5 separate regions of the Sus scrofa genome follow, and regions 1, 2, 4 and 5 are each linked to region 3. A link is a contact called in public HiChIP or PLAC-seq data. All regions are on one chromosome and are shown on one strand. The core of a region is the stretch at or near the end of the contact, and the rest is flanking DNA. Distances in the headings are between cores, read along the strand shown. Region 1 has its middle 290 kb from the start of NRIP1. Region 2 overlaps NRIP1 (nuclear receptor-interacting protein 1). Region 3 has its middle 65 kb from the start of NRIP1. Region 4 has its middle 190 kb from the start of NRIP1. Region 5 has its middle 250 kb from the start of NRIP1.

The links. HiChIP or PLAC-seq counts read pairs in DNA pulled down with a chosen protein or histone mark.
Region 1: an H3K27ac HiChIP or PLAC-seq map of skeletal muscle shows a contact between it and region 3. The contact joins two enhancer-like sites. A contact is called at or near these places in 2 of 47 Hi-C or Micro-C datasets (liver and skeletal muscle) and 2 of 2 datasets of contacts at active chromatin or transcription factors (alveolar macrophages and skeletal muscle).
Region 2: an H3K27ac HiChIP or PLAC-seq map of skeletal muscle shows a contact between it and region 3. The contact joins two enhancer-like sites. A contact is called at or near these places in 1 of 47 Hi-C or Micro-C datasets (liver) and 1 of 2 datasets of contacts at active chromatin or transcription factors (skeletal muscle).
Region 4: an H3K27ac HiChIP or PLAC-seq map of alveolar macrophages shows a contact between it and region 3. The contact joins two enhancer-like sites. A contact is called at or near these places in 2 of 2 datasets of contacts at active chromatin or transcription factors (alveolar macrophages and skeletal muscle).
Region 5: an H3K27ac HiChIP or PLAC-seq map of skeletal muscle shows a contact between it and region 3. The contact joins two enhancer-like sites. A contact is called at or near these places in 2 of 47 Hi-C or Micro-C datasets (embryonic fibroblasts and skeletal muscle) and 2 of 2 datasets of contacts at active chromatin or transcription factors (alveolar macrophages and skeletal muscle).

What each region holds. Positions count from the first base shown.
Region 1 is chr13:180,207,903-180,211,283 of Sscrofa11.1, reverse strand. No RefSeq gene overlaps it. Among named protein-coding and RNA genes, the nearest start is that of NRIP1, 290 kb to the right of the region's middle. Within about 2 kb of position 1,408, at least 3 of the 83 cell types and tissues checked have an H3K27ac peak or open chromatin away from gene starts, as enhancers often do. A contact at or near this core is called in skeletal muscle, where this site is marked.
Region 2 is chr13:179,840,947-179,844,161 of Sscrofa11.1, reverse strand. The region is part of intron 2 of NRIP1 (nuclear receptor-interacting protein 1); the gene reads left to right. Among named protein-coding and RNA genes, the nearest start is that of NRIP1, 74 kb to the left of the region's middle. Within about 2 kb of position 1,906, at least 13 of the 83 cell types and tissues checked have an H3K27ac peak or open chromatin away from gene starts, as enhancers often do. A contact at or near this core is called in liver and skeletal muscle, where this site is marked.
Region 3 is chr13:179,979,318-179,982,708 of Sscrofa11.1, reverse strand. No RefSeq gene overlaps it. Among named protein-coding and RNA genes, the nearest start is that of NRIP1, 65 kb to the right of the region's middle. Within about 2 kb of position 2,023, at least 33 of the 83 cell types and tissues checked have an H3K27ac peak or open chromatin away from gene starts, as enhancers often do. A contact at or near this core is called in alveolar macrophages, liver and skeletal muscle, where this site is marked.
Region 4 is chr13:180,108,981-180,112,099 of Sscrofa11.1, reverse strand. No RefSeq gene overlaps it. Among named protein-coding and RNA genes, the nearest start is that of NRIP1, 190 kb to the right of the region's middle. Within about 2 kb of position 1,654, at least 2 of the 83 cell types and tissues checked have an H3K27ac peak or open chromatin away from gene starts, as enhancers often do. A contact at or near this core is called in alveolar macrophages, where this site is marked.
Region 5 is chr13:180,162,846-180,165,976 of Sscrofa11.1, reverse strand. No RefSeq gene overlaps it. Among named protein-coding and RNA genes, the nearest start is that of NRIP1, 250 kb to the right of the region's middle. Within about 2 kb of position 1,311, at least 2 of the 83 cell types and tissues checked have an H3K27ac peak or open chromatin away from gene starts, as enhancers often do. A contact at or near this core is called in skeletal muscle, where this site is marked.

The DNA.
Region 1 (3,381 bases), core at 159-2,658, 230 kb before region 3:
TAATGAGCAGTGCCAAATGTTGCCAAGGACATGGAGCAAGTGAATGGTTATCACTGTTACAGGAAAAGTAACATTTTACAATCACTTTGGAAAACAATTTGGCAGTTTTTTTTTTTTTTAAATAAGGTTAAACATCCATTATCATACAACTCTGCAATTCCATTCCTAGTTATTTATCCAAGAGAAAGGACATAGTATTTGTCTACATGAAGACTTGTGATAAATGTTCATAATATCTAAGTTCATAATAGTAAGAAACTAAAAACCAAGTCTATGGAGAGATGAACAAACACACTGTAGTGTGTCCATACAAAGGAATACTTCCCAGAATCAAAAAGGAACAAATCCCTGATACTTGCTACAATATGAGTGAATATGAAAAACGTGTTAAGTAAAAGAAGCATACAGAAAGGAATATGCACTGTATGATTTTATTTTATGAAATTCTACAAAATGGAAACCAATTTATAATGGTGGTTGTCTAGGACCAAATAGGAGCATGTAGAAAAAAATGCTCTAAAAAATCTTTTTTTCTGTGGTGGTAGTTGCTTCAGTGTACATGTTTCTCAAAACTCATTAAACTGTACACCTAAAAAGGATATTCTCTTGATTACAAATTATGCCTCAATAACATTGAAAAAAAAAAAGAGAGAGAGAGATGGGAGTTCTTCTTGTGGCTTGGCGATAATGAATCCGACTAGCATCCACGAGGACTTGGTTTGATCCCTGGCCTCGCTCAGTGGGTTAAGGATCTTGCTTTGCCGTGTGCTGTGGTGTAGACTGCAGACATGGCTCGGAAGGATCTGGCGTTATTGTGGCTCTGGAGTAAGCCAGCAGCTGTAGCTGATTCGAACCCTAGTCTGGGAACTTCCATATGCCATGTGTGCGGCCCTAAAATAATAATAGTAATAATAATTTAATTAAATTAAAAAATAAAAAATTTTAAAAAGCTTACCAAAAAAAAAAAAAAAAAATCCTGCCAAGTCTGGCTTTGTTGTGATGGACTGAAATATGGAATTATTTCCCCCTTGCTTTATATTTGCTCCAATCATTCCCACTTTTTTTTTTTAAATGCACAAGTATTTCTTCCATGCCAGAAAAGCCCTAATGTTTTTTAAATCTTTTACACAAATTTCTGTAGAGATGTGCTTGATGGCATTTCATCCTGCTTGCAATGCCTTTGCTTTTCTAAAAAACAAAACAAACAAACAAAAAAAAACCTGGAGCACTAAAAGAGTATTAGAGAGAATATCTAACTTATTTTCCGTCTCCAGACCAGACTGATTTCAAGTCAAAAAAATCCCTCACATACAAGGTCCTCTCCATGCTTTATGGGCTGAAGAGCTGGGCAGAGCGATTGTTTATGATCACTCGGCTGCCTCATCCTGACCTCTGCGTGGTGAAAGTTCAGCTTCTTTGGAACAGAAGGGATAGTGTTTCTTTCAGTATTTCCACAGGGAACTGCCGACCTCTCCATGCTCTCTTTGCTCTTCTGGTCCTAAGGACACTTTAGCAAAGTTAATATCGGAGACTCCCAACTTTTACAGGCAAGTCTGATTAAGCAGGTTGTTGAAATGGTATGAGGGTAATTTTGTGTACATTAATTAAAAAAATAAAAAGGAATACCTAGGCACAAGGCCATGTTGTCCTCTACCACTTAGTAAATTTAATTAAATTGGCCTGTTCCTAGGAGAGGTTTTCTGCTTGAGATGGGCTGGTGAGTGCAGGTAACGTTTACAAAACTCTGTTTGAATAGGTGTTCAATTAGATTTTCCAATTTAGGCTGCACTGAGTTGATATACATTTTTGAGTGATTTTGTGCATTTTGATTTTCAATTTTCTGGGTCATGTTTCCAAGTACTATGGAGGCCAAAAGAACAAATTTGATGAATGAGTAAAATCAAAGAGGAAGCAAAGCATTCCTAATAGATTGAAAGAAGCCAAAGAAAATATTCACAGGTTTCTTCATTTATTTTTTAGTGACAATTTTTATTGTTGCCATTCATTCACTTATTCATTCTTATGTGCTCTGTCATTTATTCCTTTGTTCTTTTGTTCTGTTTATTCGCAAATGTTTATTGAGTGTAAACTAAGTACCCAGGCCTTGAGGATATAGAAAGGCAACAACAGCTACCATTTTCTGAGTATCTTAAGATTCGTGGCACTGTACACTCTTTATTGCTAATCCATAAACCATGTCTGGAAATGAGGTGTAATTATACCTATTTTCTAGATGGAAAAAATGAGATGGAGCCAGGATTTAAAATCAAATACCGCTAGTTCAAAAACCCAGATTCATCTCACTAAACCACTCTGCCTCCCAAATCGTATTTTAGAGATAAGGTAAAAAAGGTCTGTTAATAAGAATAACATAAGCTGGAAAGACTAGAGGTGTAGAAAGGAGGAATTCTAGTCTTGGCCCTGACAAACTAGCCTTATGAGCTTGGAAAGATGCTTTACCTATGGCAGATTTATGTATAAATCCCCATAAAGAGGGGAGGTATTCAGTTATGTTTATGGTCCCTTCCCTTCTGGCTTTAAATATTACCGAATCACTTCTGCTTTGAAAAATTATATATAGTGGACATAATAGTTTGATTTTTGAAGATTTTATAATGTTTTAAATTATTATTTGGGGTTTTCTGTATTTTTCTCCTTTCTATTTAGCTCATCCATTAAGTTCCAAAACAGAAAAGAGAGATACTTAACTGGGGGAAAGCCAGATGTTGAACTCTCCACCGATTCCAAAAACATCAAGCAACTTGAAAGATGGATAGCTCTTCAGCTCTAGTTTCTGACTTTCCATTTGGCATTGGTCCTTGAACACGACAACATAATGATGTTCTCAATTCGGTGATTTTCAAATATTTTAATCCTAATTAAAGCATAAAGAAAAAGTTGCGTTAGCTGAGCTCGAATGCCCGCCAAGTGTGAGAAAACTGTATCTCAGCTGTATGTACTGTTACACAGTGTTCTTGGAACTTCTCATATGTCATTCTGTCTGTTCATGTGCAATCTGATAACTAACTACAATTAGCAAATGAAATATTTATATATGCTACCACGTAGTCAGTCCATATGTGCAAAATATTACAAGATCCTCAAGTAGCATTTAGCATCACCCACTGTTATGTTAGTTTCCTGAAATAGGAAACTATGCTGTCTTATGCAGTCTTATGAAGTATGCCCCCCGAGGATGCAATTTCCTTGCTTTGCGTGTTTGTGGTAGAGCTCAAGTCATCCTCCAGTGAGGTGACTGGTTTGTCCTCTCACAAAATTCAGCACCACCAGCCCAGAGTTCTCTTTCCTTTTTCTCCGTGTTACTCTTGTGCTTCACCTACAAGCTACACCATGTCCCAACGAGTAGTGTTCATCCACGTG
Region 2 (3,215 bases), core at 657-3,156, 140 kb after region 3:
GTGTGACAGGTATTCTGTTAGAAAAATGCAAGAATGCTATAAAATCTTGTGTTTTTCTAACGGGAATACTAGTCACATGTTTTTCAAATCCAGAGAACTTCCTGTGTAGGATAAAATACTTTATTACTCTTTGATTTTGTAATTTTTTTGTGAGTTTATATTTAGAGGGACAAAGGAGGTCTTAGATTTGAAACCAAACATTACAAATGGCACTATCATATTGTTTTAAATCTTAAGGTACCTTAGAATTATGACAGCTTACCCCTCATTGTCTGAACCTCTAAGTGTTTGACTTGTTGCATGTTTTACTGGGAATGTGATCCCTGCCAGGTGCTGGGATATAAGACAACAGAGGTGGACTCCTTGCCCAGAAGAGCTTTACACTCTAGTTGAGGGCCACGCATAAACGGCGCAAAATGCAGTTTTGTAATGAGATGATTGAAAGATGTACTGAGTAGTGCTGGGGAGTCCTGCAGGTCCCCAGCCTGCATAGTTCAGGGAAGGCTGCCCAAGGAGGGAAGGGGTGAGTCCTCAGCTGAGACTTACAGACTGTAAAAGATTTTATTCCTTGAGCTTGATTATCAGCAAATGGAGCATTGTTATATGATGCATTTTTAACTCTGATATATTTTATCAAGTGATGATGATGGTAAGGATTGTGTGGGTGAAAGGGGAGAAGGACACTGAGCAGAAAGTTCTGTCAAGAACTTTTTATTCTTTTTATTCTACGTCACATTATTTTTCCCATGGTTATGTCTTAGTCATATCCTCATGTGTAATGGCAAGGATTTAAATATAAAACACATTATTCATTTTATATAAATGCTATAATTGAAAGCACAGTAAGTACCAAAATAATAAAGCAAAATATAGAGTAAATATTGATATAAGAACTTAAGTGATGGTGGAATTGAACAAACAGAGAGGTATGGCATATATGTGCCAGTCCCTATATCTTTTTTATCTAAAAAGGAAAGGAAAGAGGAAAGGGAAGGAAAAGAGAAAGAAAGGAAAGAAAGGAAGGAAGGAAGGAAGGAAGAAAGAAAGAAAGAAAGAAAGAAAGAAAGAAAGAAAGAAAGAAAGAAAGAAAGAAAGAAAAACAGAAAGAAAGAAAGGAAGAGAAGAAGGGAGAGAGAAGGGAGAGAAAAGGAGAGAAAGAGAGAAAGGGAGAGAGAAGGAGAGAAGGAATGATGTATATAACGGAGATTCTCACAAAGCTAAAGTATTTAAATTTTTGATGTTAAAATGTTTTAATTTTATTAAATAACGTTCATAGTAGGTAGTAGTAGTTGTTTCTAATGATCTCAGTTGCCAAAGTAAAAATTACCCGGAAGCATTTTTAGTCCAGTAAAGTGAAGTCAGAAAGACACTGACCTATGTTACCAGCACTGTTCTTCCTGCTTCTTCTCCAGCCCATAGAGCCTCTTCTAAAGCCTCCTTTCTACCCCGCAGCCCAATCTGTATCTGAGTATCAGGTGCCGAGGCAAATCACGCGGACTCTCCCTGCTCCTGGACTGAGTATGCCCGAGACCTGGACAGCAGCACAGCCTGTCTCAGATGGGCAGTTACTGGCTACAGTTCCTGAGGTTTTTACTTCAGACATTTGCCGTGTATACTGATGAGCAAAGGAGACGTTATAGAGAGGTATGGGTGGCAGTTTCACAGTCAAAATGAAACCATTTAAAGTGAGTAGCCTACCAGTGGTGTGCCAGTAGCTTCATCTCCCTAGTTGAAAAATGTATTTTAATGTTACATGTTACTATTTGAAGACATAGAAATTCTTCAGGTACAGTGTGCATTTTCTTATTGTTTTGCTCATTAATCCCTTGGGGTGGGAACCAATGGGGTTCCTTGGCTTCTTCCCTTTACACTGTGACCACTCTTCTCTCTGTCCATGGATAGGGTCTGTAAGTGATATTCTCTGCCACAGACTGACTAAAATCCTCAATCTAGAAAGCTTTGTGTTCTGGGCTGTTCCAGGAAGCATGATGTCATGATAATTTTACCATTTTTGGCAAGTCAAGTCAGAGTTCACAAAGCAAGGCAGCACTTTTACCTAGGCAGCACCTAAAGAACATAATTATTAATTAAGTGATAAATGATTCCTCTAAATAGACTTTGTATATAAAATATATTTTATAAGTAATTCTGTTTAAAATAGAAAATATATCTATAGGTTTTGTGATCAAAGTTTGATGTATGAATTGATGCCCATTACTGATAATTTTGTTATACTCATGGTCTGCTTCTGCCTGGTAAAAAAAGTTCCTTTTCTTCCCCCTTTTTTTTTTGGCTGGGGGAGGGGGAGGCACGCCCACAGCATGTGCAAGTTTCCCAGGCCAGGGATCTAAGTCCCACCACAGCACTGACCCAAGCCACAGCACTGACCCAAGCCACAGCACTGATGCCAGATCCTTAACCCACCAGACCACCAGAGAATTGTGGAAGTTCAGTTTTCACTGATACTTAATTTATTTGTTTTTCCCTTTTCCTTGGTAATTGAGAAATTAGTGGACATTCTAGGATAGGACAATTCTGGTATTTCATTCAAACCTATTTAAGTGATCAAAAATAATTTTGCAAAATGAAAAACTGATAATGGGTGCATATACATGTATCATAATTTGAAAATTATATAAAGCTACAGCAGGTGTGATGCTTGATTTAACAAGGAAAGCTTTTATATTACACATTTACCCCAACAGTATTTTATGTATCCTTAAAAATAATTTCTTGGTCAGAATGCTTCAGTAAGGACATTCACCACATAACTCTTGACTTTATAAACGTAATTTAAGATAAATTCAATATATTGTTTGAACAGCTGAAACAAAAGGCATGGTTTTGTTAGATAATTACACTGTTGAATAATAAACTCCATTAAGAATCACTTTGTTGCTCTTATTGATAAGCAGAGTTTCTTCCTATATGTATACTTTGAAAATTATTGCAGAAGATTAGGATGCATTGTAAAATTTTTCTGATTCAACCTATTTTTAGCACTTAAATCTATGGATTTGGGAAGAAGTGACCCAAGATACTAAAAAATAGACAATTCCTATTTTAAGTGGTACAAAGGCTTGGAAGTGTTGGGGAGCATGGTTGAGTCAGGAACCTGCAAGTTAAATTGATTTCAGAATTGTCACTTGGCAAGGATCAGTTAGAACAAATGAATAAATAAATATGCAGGCCTACAGACATACACAACTCATGAT
Region 3 (3,391 bases), core at 774-3,273:
CTGGCAGAAGGTCCACGTCTGACTGATGGCAGAAAGGGCCTAGGGCCTCCATATTAAATGGTGAACTAGGGACCATAAAAGAGATAATATAGTGAAGATTTTCAGCCATCAATTTATTCCACAAATGGATAGGGCATTTTATACGTGGAGAGAGGGGCACTGATGGTTATCCGAATATCACTAACGTGTCCCACAGAACCTACTTGGAATAATTTTTTACTATTAATTTCACCAAGAGTGCTGATATGCTTTATATATATGATAAAGCTAATTTCTAATTTTTACATTTAGTAGAAATGAGGTTTTTTAACATTAGCAAAATCAGAATCTTATTAAATTTTAGGAGTGGATATAACTTTTAAAACCCTTCGGTTCTTTTTCTGGGTTCTGTTTGGTGATTAAAATGTTCTCATTTCAGTCTTCTTAGATTGGATTTATCATGCTTATAGTTTTTCTTAGACATATTTCGATTGTTTTCCAAAACTAGAATTTTTACAAGTTGTTTCATACATTCATTTTTATATTAACTCTTATAAAGAACGCTAATGGTTTCTATTTTCCTGATCAACAAGGAATTATTGAGGGAAATAATGGCCATTACTTATGAAGCATTTACTATATATGCCTGGTCTTGGATTAAGCTGCATGAACCGTGTCACTTCATTCTTAAAAGAACAGCATACATTAGGCATACTGGTATTATTTGCATTTTATAGATGAGGAAACAGAGGCTTAAAAATTTAGGTCAGAAGTTCCCTGGTGGCTCAACTCAGGTTGCTGCTGTGGCCCGGGGTTCAGTCTCTGGTCCGGGAACTTCCACATGCTATAGGCGTGGTCAAAAACAAATTAGGCCACTGATGCCACACAGCTAATAAATGACACAGCTGTCATTAAAACCCACGTCTTACTGATTCCAAACCCACTCTCTTGACTGCAACTTTAGCCTGTTTCGTAATTGATTCTTAAATTTCTAGTTCTATGACCTTCACTGTGTCTAGTTAAGCCATCACAAACCATGTGCCATTACTCTCTGCTCAAACATCTTCCGCCGACATGTTGGCGTATGTATACATATACAGATATATGTATATTTGATCAAATTGGAAACACTGAAGATCATGATGCCCTACATCTCATGCCTTAAATAGGCTTAAGGAGCCTCTGCATAAGGGTTTCAACTTTAATGACTGCAATGTCCTCTCAAAAAGAGATGACCTTACTAAAGGTCACTTCTGGGTAAATAAAACTCTGCTGCTGTTGACTTTTGATTCATCATCACACTGATATTTAGTGTCAGTCCAGTGTGCTGGATGAAGCAGCAGTCTTGAGCTCTTATAAAGGGAAACAGGTGGCTGGTCACATTGGACATATTCCCTTTGGCAGAGGTGGGGAAACTGCAACTAGTATTTAGCATTTTAATTGAAGTTGGCATTTGCAGAACCACTTTTCTCTTTAAAATTCTTTTCAAATGAGAGACAACCAAAATAGAAAGTATTATAACTCCTTCCTGTGTCATGTACATTTAGCTCCTTCAGAAGACGAGACTTCCCTTTGCTTTGACTCGAACAGCATTCGCGTGCTCCCAAGCTGATATTCAGTTGCCAAAACTAATACACGCAGGTGTTTAGCGTATCAGGGAGAGTAAATGTTTTTGTCAACTTTTTAAACAACTTCCCCCACAATCGCCAATGCTCTCCAAATAGAATCTGCTGACTTCAATGGCAGGGTCAGTGTTCCAGAGTGACTCACTGCCCCGGAGAGAACAAACAAGCTCAACAAAGGCTACTTGAAGATGTAAATGCCCTTTCCTTATTGCTGGTGAAAGCTAGGGTTTTCACAAAATAGAACTTAAAAGCCTGTGGGTGGGGGTTTTTGCTGTCTCAGATATCCCAGGGCCTCAAGAAATACACCCTCTAACAACTGTTTCCCTCCCCTACCTCTCCCAACTCCTAGAGTGCACCAGATGCATTCAGTTCCTCAGTGAAAATACTCCTGAACCTGATCCAGACCAGCCCTAACCCACGCCACTTCCCAGAAGCTAGCCTTGCCAAGGTCTCCAGTAACACGCTCACTGCCAAAACCAGATGGCATTTCTCCATCTTGATGCTCCTTGACTTATGTACAGAATTTGACACTGCTGATAACCAATTACACAACTCTCTCTCCTTGGCTTCTGAGCCTCTTTCCTCATTTAGTCTGACTCTCACCTCATCTACTTTAGAGACCCTTCACCACCACCCCTTCCAAATTAGCTTTTTCATGTTGGTTGCTTCACCAATGGCAGGGGCCATGCTTAATTCGTGTTAGAACCCCAGTGCCTAGATAGCGCTTGCAAAATAACATGACCTCAAAAAAATATTTGTTGAATGAATACATATATCTAATAAAACCATATCTGTGTTCACCTCTGTTCTCCACATTGCTTCTGTCTGCAAGACAAGTTCCATAACAATTCATATTAAATGGAAATTTATCATCTGTCTTTCACTTTGCCCACATCTAACATCCATGTATCAGTAAAGAACACTGATAAATAAGAAAGCTCCCAAATAAAACACCTCACTGGCTCTTGGTTGTTTTTCGATTTCTATTTCCAGTTCCTAATTAAAGCTGCTTTTTCAGTCATGACATTTTCTGAATCTGATTTGTCTTCTTTTCAACTCTTCTGAAGGATTTTTTATAGAATAAACAAGAAAAAGCACTCTGTGTTCAATTGGCATTTTGTATAGTAACTATTTGCTGTAATGTATTACAAAGAGCAGCCAATTAATATTTGTTGAGTGATAGCCACACAAATAACTGGATTATGTGAACTGTTTCTCAATTTGATCATTAATGCAGTCCAGACACATGAATTAGTGGTTCCATGTATGTTTATTTCAGTCATTTTAATGACCAAATCGTATTATCTCAGAGGTGATATTGTCCAAATAATGCACTGTGTTGTTTCAGTGAAAAATAAGAACTTAACTCTATTAAGTTTGTTTTATGGTTTACAGGTGATCCTTTATTTTTTTTTTGGATAATCATAGACTCATCTCCCCAGAATACCTCTTCTGCCAAACTTATCTTTTTCACCTGTCGGTTTATGTGTGCCAGACTTCTCTGAGGCCATATGATTTTTTTTAAACTTATCTGATAGATCATATGTAAGATCCTCTTGCTCAGCTGCAAACTCTTTCATCCTAATTTTTTAAATGCCTTACTGGTCATTTTTCTCTCTTCTTTTATACCCTCTGATCTAACCGCATCTTGTGTCTTCTCACTACCCTCTTCCTTTGATCATTTTACTTCATATGTTCCATTTGGATGGATAGATGGATAGATAGATAAATAGATAGATAGATAAAATCGCTTCTTGTAGACATTAAAGGATTGTTTGATATAACCT
Region 4 (3,119 bases), core at 405-2,904, 130 kb before region 3:
CCTCGCCAATCACTCCGGGCCAGGGTTTACTTTAATTGGCTTCCTCTCATTGAAGGCCTAGCTCTGGAGACAAAATTGTTCTCCTTACTGAGGAGAGAAACACTCCTAGATTTTTTGTTTTAGCCTTTTTTTTTTTTTTTTTTTTTTAATCACTACAGCTTCCTTGTGTATTCATAATGAAAATTTTTCTCCCCGGAGTCAGGGAGTGACTTAAGGATCACCAAAGCTTTAGCCACATTGCATGAATCAGAAGATGAAAAATGAGGCTGTTCCTAGCAATTTCTCACATGCGTTTTAAAAGGTTCAGGCACAGAAATGTAGTAGACAAGTACCCTGTGATTTCAGTTATGTGTGGAATCTGAGGAGGGGGGGAAAGCCCTTATAGATATGGTGAAGAGATTGATTGGTGGTATCAGAGATGAGGTTTGGAGGGGTTGGCAAGATAGGTGAAGGGGGTCTAAGGCAACAAATTTCCAGTTAGAAAATAAGTCACAGGGAAATAATATATAGTATGGTGACTATAGTTCATAATACTGGATTGTCTATTTGAAAGTGGTTAAGAGGGTGAATCTTCAAATTTCCTCATAAGAAAAAAAATCCAGGGAAAATAAAAAAAAGAAACACCTTTATATGACGATTATGTTAACACAGAGGTTCTTTCACGTGGTCTCTGGCCATGCTGCTCCCTCTGATGCAATGCTTTTTCACCTGGCTGACTTTTACACTTCTTTTATTTTATTTTATTTTCAATTCATAGGGATTGCTGTTTCAGGGAAGATTTCCTTGACTTCCTTGTTCTGAAAGCTTGGATTAGATCCAACTCTTATTTTATCTTGGCACACATCATGTTACCATTGGCATGTAAGTCTTTCCCTAGACTATGGACCCCAAAGGCAAGGTGTATACTACAGTCATCTTGGGATCCTCACAGGCATCTCATAATGGTTAGGTGAGCAAATAGAAGAGGCCTCCCAGAGCTGATGAGTTGCAGCCGTAGAAAGCCAAAGACCTGAGGGGACAGGCACAGGACCACTGGGAACCTGGGAAGAGCACCAGAGAGTCAGGAGGATTCTGAAAGTGGTAGGAGGAGAGGCACAGACCCAGGAGATAGGTACCTTCCATTTATCTTTGCCTTGAAATATTTTAAAGAGATAGTGCATGGGTTAAACTCTGGGTTATCTACCCCTTCTAAGCACCCACCAAATGACTGGCATACAGTAGGATTTAATATGTGTTTAATGATGACTGTTCACTTAGTCCTGACTTAGTATGATCCCAGAAGGCAAAACCTAAGTCAAGAATTATATGAAATAAACCTAGAAATAGCCTTATTCTAAGGCCATATAATCAGAATGACATATAGATAGTGAACATTTACTGGCTTCCTACAGGGAGGAGCCTCATATAGTAGCTGGTTAGCATCAATAAGAAAGGGATAAAAGAGATAAAATCTGCCCTTAAACTTCTCAGAGAAAACAGAAATGATATGTAGAGTAAAAATGATGCTACCATATATTTAAAGGTTATTCTGACCTTAAGGATATTGAGAAATTGCCCAATTGACCTCCTGGAGTCTATTTTAGACCATGGCATACTGGGTCATAGGAAGGAGACATCACAGTTTCCTTCCCCAAATCAGTGCAAATTTCCTGCATTGGGTAATACTCATGAAGTAGAGCTCATGCAGTTGTTCCAGAGAACTTCTCCCCTTATTAAAGGGTGGTTCAAGGAGAGAGCAAAGCTTAGGAGATTTGTTCAATGGATGTGACAAGGCAACATGCAACTTGGGTTATTATTGATGGCTGTCTCCATGAAGAAACCAGCCTAAAGATGAAGCCAACACAAAGGAGGCAGAACCAAGAAAATCATAAAGGCATGGAACAAGAACTGTATCTCAGTATTTCTTAATATACTCTATCTTTTAGCCAATTTGTGTTGGTACTAAAAGTATCTGATAGGTATAGGAAGGAGTATTTATAGCCCATCCTCATATGTCCTATAGTATATTCATGATACAGAAAAGTATAGGGGAACTTTTGAAGACCCCGTACCACTGATACCATTAAAAGCATAAATGTACATGAGAAGAAATACAACATATGGAAGAGAGAGTAATATTGGCATAGAAGAGCAGATATGAATACTGTTGAAGCGCAAGGGATATGAAAATCACCAAATTCAGATAACATCTAGCAGAGAAAAACCACTTTTCTACAAGAACAGTCTGAGGATGGAATGTGATCCCTGTCTGGTGATTGCTGAAGAACTCAAAATGCAATCACCTACTTCCTGGAGAGGACAGGAATACTTAAGGATCAAGGAAGGTTGAATTGTTTCTCTGTACTGCACAATTGGTGATCACCCCTGACAGGATAAATGTAGAGTTTTCACTAAAGAGTTACCTTTCATTGAAAGCAAATGTGATTCACTAGCATAAATATAAAAAAAGAAACAACAGGTGGTGAATACAACTCAAGACATTAAATTTCCATGAGTCACTGAAGCCAGATGGTATGCATTTGAGAATTCTCAAGAAATTTAAGATCGAAGCATTTTAGATACTAACAATATGGGCAATTTATCATATAAAACAACGATCAGAGTTAAGGAGATTGCCAAATGTGTTGTATGACACTAGTAGGAGAAGCACGAATTATTCAGTCAATTCAATTGAATGCAATGAAACCTAACAAATTGATTGGCTACCACCAAGTGCAGAGCACTGTTCTACGCACTCGACACTCAGATGTGTTTATGACAAGGTCCTGTCCTTCATAATCTCTCAACTGAGAAGATTGCTCCAGTGTCAGTAGCAGCCAAATATACGTGATGTCAAACAATTAATGATTTCATAAAGATAACAATAATTAAAGAATTCTCTAGCAACTAGAGATTATCATACTGAGTGAAGTAAGTCAGAAAGAGAAAGACATGGAGTTCCCATTGTGGCTTAGTGGTAATGAACCTGCCTAGTATCCACAAGGTTGGATCCCTGGCCCTGCTCATTGGGTTAAAGGATCCAGCATTGCCGTGAGCAGTGGTGTAGGTTGCAGACATGACTCGGATCCCACATTGCTGTGTGTGTGGTGCAGGCCAGCAGCTGTAGCTCTGACTCAATC
Region 5 (3,131 bases), core at 62-2,561, 180 kb before region 3:
TTGGAATTACTTTCATTTTCTAAAAATGGCAAATTTCTAATTGAAGATGTCTTTCAATTAAAAAATTCTTCATAATCAATCTGAAATAAACCTAGAAGAAAATAAATATGCATCTCGTAGATCCAGGAAGTCTTTTTTTTTTTTTAGGTCTATACTCAAGGCATATGAAAATTCCCAGGTTAGGGGTCAAAACGGAGCTACAGCTATGGCCTACATCACAGCCACAGCAAGGAGGGATATGAGCCCAGTCTGCAACCTACACCTCAGCTCACAGCAACGCCAGATCCTTAACCCACTGATCGAGGCCAGGGATTGAACCCACATCCTCATGGTTCCTTGTCATGTTTTTTAACCACTGAGCCATAAAGGGAACTCCCAGGAACACTTTTGATAACTGCCCATTCCCACAGTGCTTCCCATTTTTTAGAAGAATCTTCCCGTGTTTTATTGTGTATTAGGCAGGTCTCTTTCCTTCCTGAGAAAGTGGAAGGCAAAATAGGTCCAGCGACTTGCTCAGGATCTCACAGCAAAGCCAGGGGCAGGATTAGGACAGGAACCAGTCCAGGATTCTCCCAGAGAGGCTGCACTGGTTATGTAACAAGTCTCCTAAATTCTCCTCTGGATTCAGCAACTTTAGCAGGAAAGATGCCCAGTAACAACCCTCCTCTAGTCTCCTAAGTCATCAAGGTGAGGTGATGGTCACTTAACCTCAGCGATTTTCCCCTTCCCTTTAACCCAAGGGATGAACACATTATTCCAAGGAGCAACTGTCCCTTAGCTAGTATTGTACCTTGCACTCTGCAGTGGGATTGTTTATTACAGTGGTTACTATTCTGGGCCCAAGGAATGGGGCCAATCCCAGTAATCCTATTGTACAGTTTCCAGTACAGCAGAATCCAAATCTACTTCCTTTTCCTACTTTTCCCTCTGTGCTAGTATGCACAGGTGCATCAACCTAGTGTGCCAAGAGCAGTCTCTTTCTGCAGAGCTGAACAGACTTACCCTCTTATTGGGAGCAAACTCTACATCTGGGAATACACTGACAGCAAGTTGCCTCAGCAAATTTTTAATGTTTTTGGAGTTAGCGATTAAAAAAAATCTGATTGTGTTTTACAGTCTTCTCTGTGATTGAGAGCTAATTTCTGGAATTAGCGAAATAAGAAAGAGAAGAAAAACTTGGCTGCAGAGTTTTTCATGCCATGTGGTTATACTTTTGAATGTCTTGACTGAAGTGTCTCCACAAGCATAAGGAAAACAAGTTTTCTAGGTCTTATTCACATTGTAAATCACTCCACAACTGTTCACAGGGGATGTTGATACTTGTTGGCAGAGAAAGAGTAGATTCAGTTACATGAAGCATTTCCTAGTGATGTGTGAACTATGTAGTGAAAAATCATGACTAAACAAGTGTTCTACCTTAATCTCTGAGAAGTGGATATTAGCAGTAGCTGGGTTAATCAATCTCTCCCTTAGTGTCTACAAGGCTGCATTCTTCTGGCCCACCTACTTTTCTAATGATTTATTTCCTTTTAATATGCCTCTTCCCAAGAGAACATAGGGGTCCCCAAAATTCTATCCTCTTTTTTCCAATTTTTGTTCTTCATATTTTTTCTCCCTCAAAGGCCTCATCTATGTGATTGGTTATTACCTTCAATGCTTCATTTCAGACCTCTAAAGAAGCAGAGGAATTTAGTCAAACCTTCCTAATTGGAATGACTCCTAAATTTAAATTCTTTATCTTAAAATAGTTTTCTTTTCTTTTCTTTTTTTCTTCTTTTTAGAGCCACACATGTGGCATGTGGACGTTCCCAGGCTAGGGGTTGTTTCGGAGCTACAGCAGCCAGCCTACACCACAGACACCACAACATGGAATCCGAGTTGCATCTGTGACCTACACCACAGCTCATGGAAATGCCAGATCCTTAACCCATTGAGTGGGGCCAGGGATCAAACCTGAATCCTCATGGACATTATATCGGGTTCTTAACCTGCTGAACCGTAATAGGATCTCCTTAAAACAATTTTCAAATGGATATTTCCACTTCAACATTCATCTCAAATTCAACATTTCCAACACGAATCATTGCTAGACCATCCCCAACTTACCTCCTGGTCAACAATTCTTTGTTCCTGACTTTCATAGTTCTACTAACTGGTCTCCCTGACTCCAGCCTTTCCTTGCAGAGTAGCCTGGCTATAATTATAAGATTAATCTGTCCAAAGGTCACCCAGACCTCCTGAGAAGCCAAAAAATGATGGTTTGGTGCCTGTAACTGGGACTATTTAACTTGAAATACAGGCTCTGTCAAAATCTGGCCTTAGTCTGCCTGTGTAAACCTATCTCACACTAAGGCCTTACATGAACTTTCTGCTCCAGTCCCTTCAGAGTCCCCAGCACACCTTGGACTTTCACACTCTTTCTCTGCCTTAGTTCACTCTGTTCTCATTGTTAGGGACTCCTCTTCCTCCTTCCTTCTTGCTGTTTAAATCTCATTGGTCCTTCAAGACCCATACCAAAGCCCACCTCTTTTGACAAGACTTACCCTGGTCATCCAATCCTAAATACTTTCTCCCTCTTCTGCCCTCCTCTGCCTTTCTGAACACTGCTTTCTGTGCACTGCTGGTCTGCAGTGCTTTCTGAATGCTGGTTATTCACAGCTTTATGCTATTTGTTGTAATTTCATTTATATTCATAACATCTCCCCCATAACTCATATGCCTCCTGAGAGCCCAGGCTATCAAGAAAATTATATATCTTTACATTTATGACTTTCCACAAGGAAGGCATCATTGATTTGTTGATATTCATCTTATTACTATTAAATGAATAATATTTAGAATATATGTTATAGACATACATAGTCAGATGAAATCTGAATATAAGCAGTTTGTAGTTGTCAAGGGTAGGAGGACAATAATTTGATGTCCAGAATAATTGAAAACAAGAAAAAAGACAAATAAGTAGGTAAAACTATTATTTTGCTACTTATAATGCATACAAAGGAATTAAAAATGGGGGGGTGAAAAAGACTTGAAAATGCCTTGATGGTGGCCAAGGAGATCAAGCTTGTTAAAAATAATATTAAAGATGAGAAAAAGAACACAGCATCCCAAGAATCAATCCAAAGAAA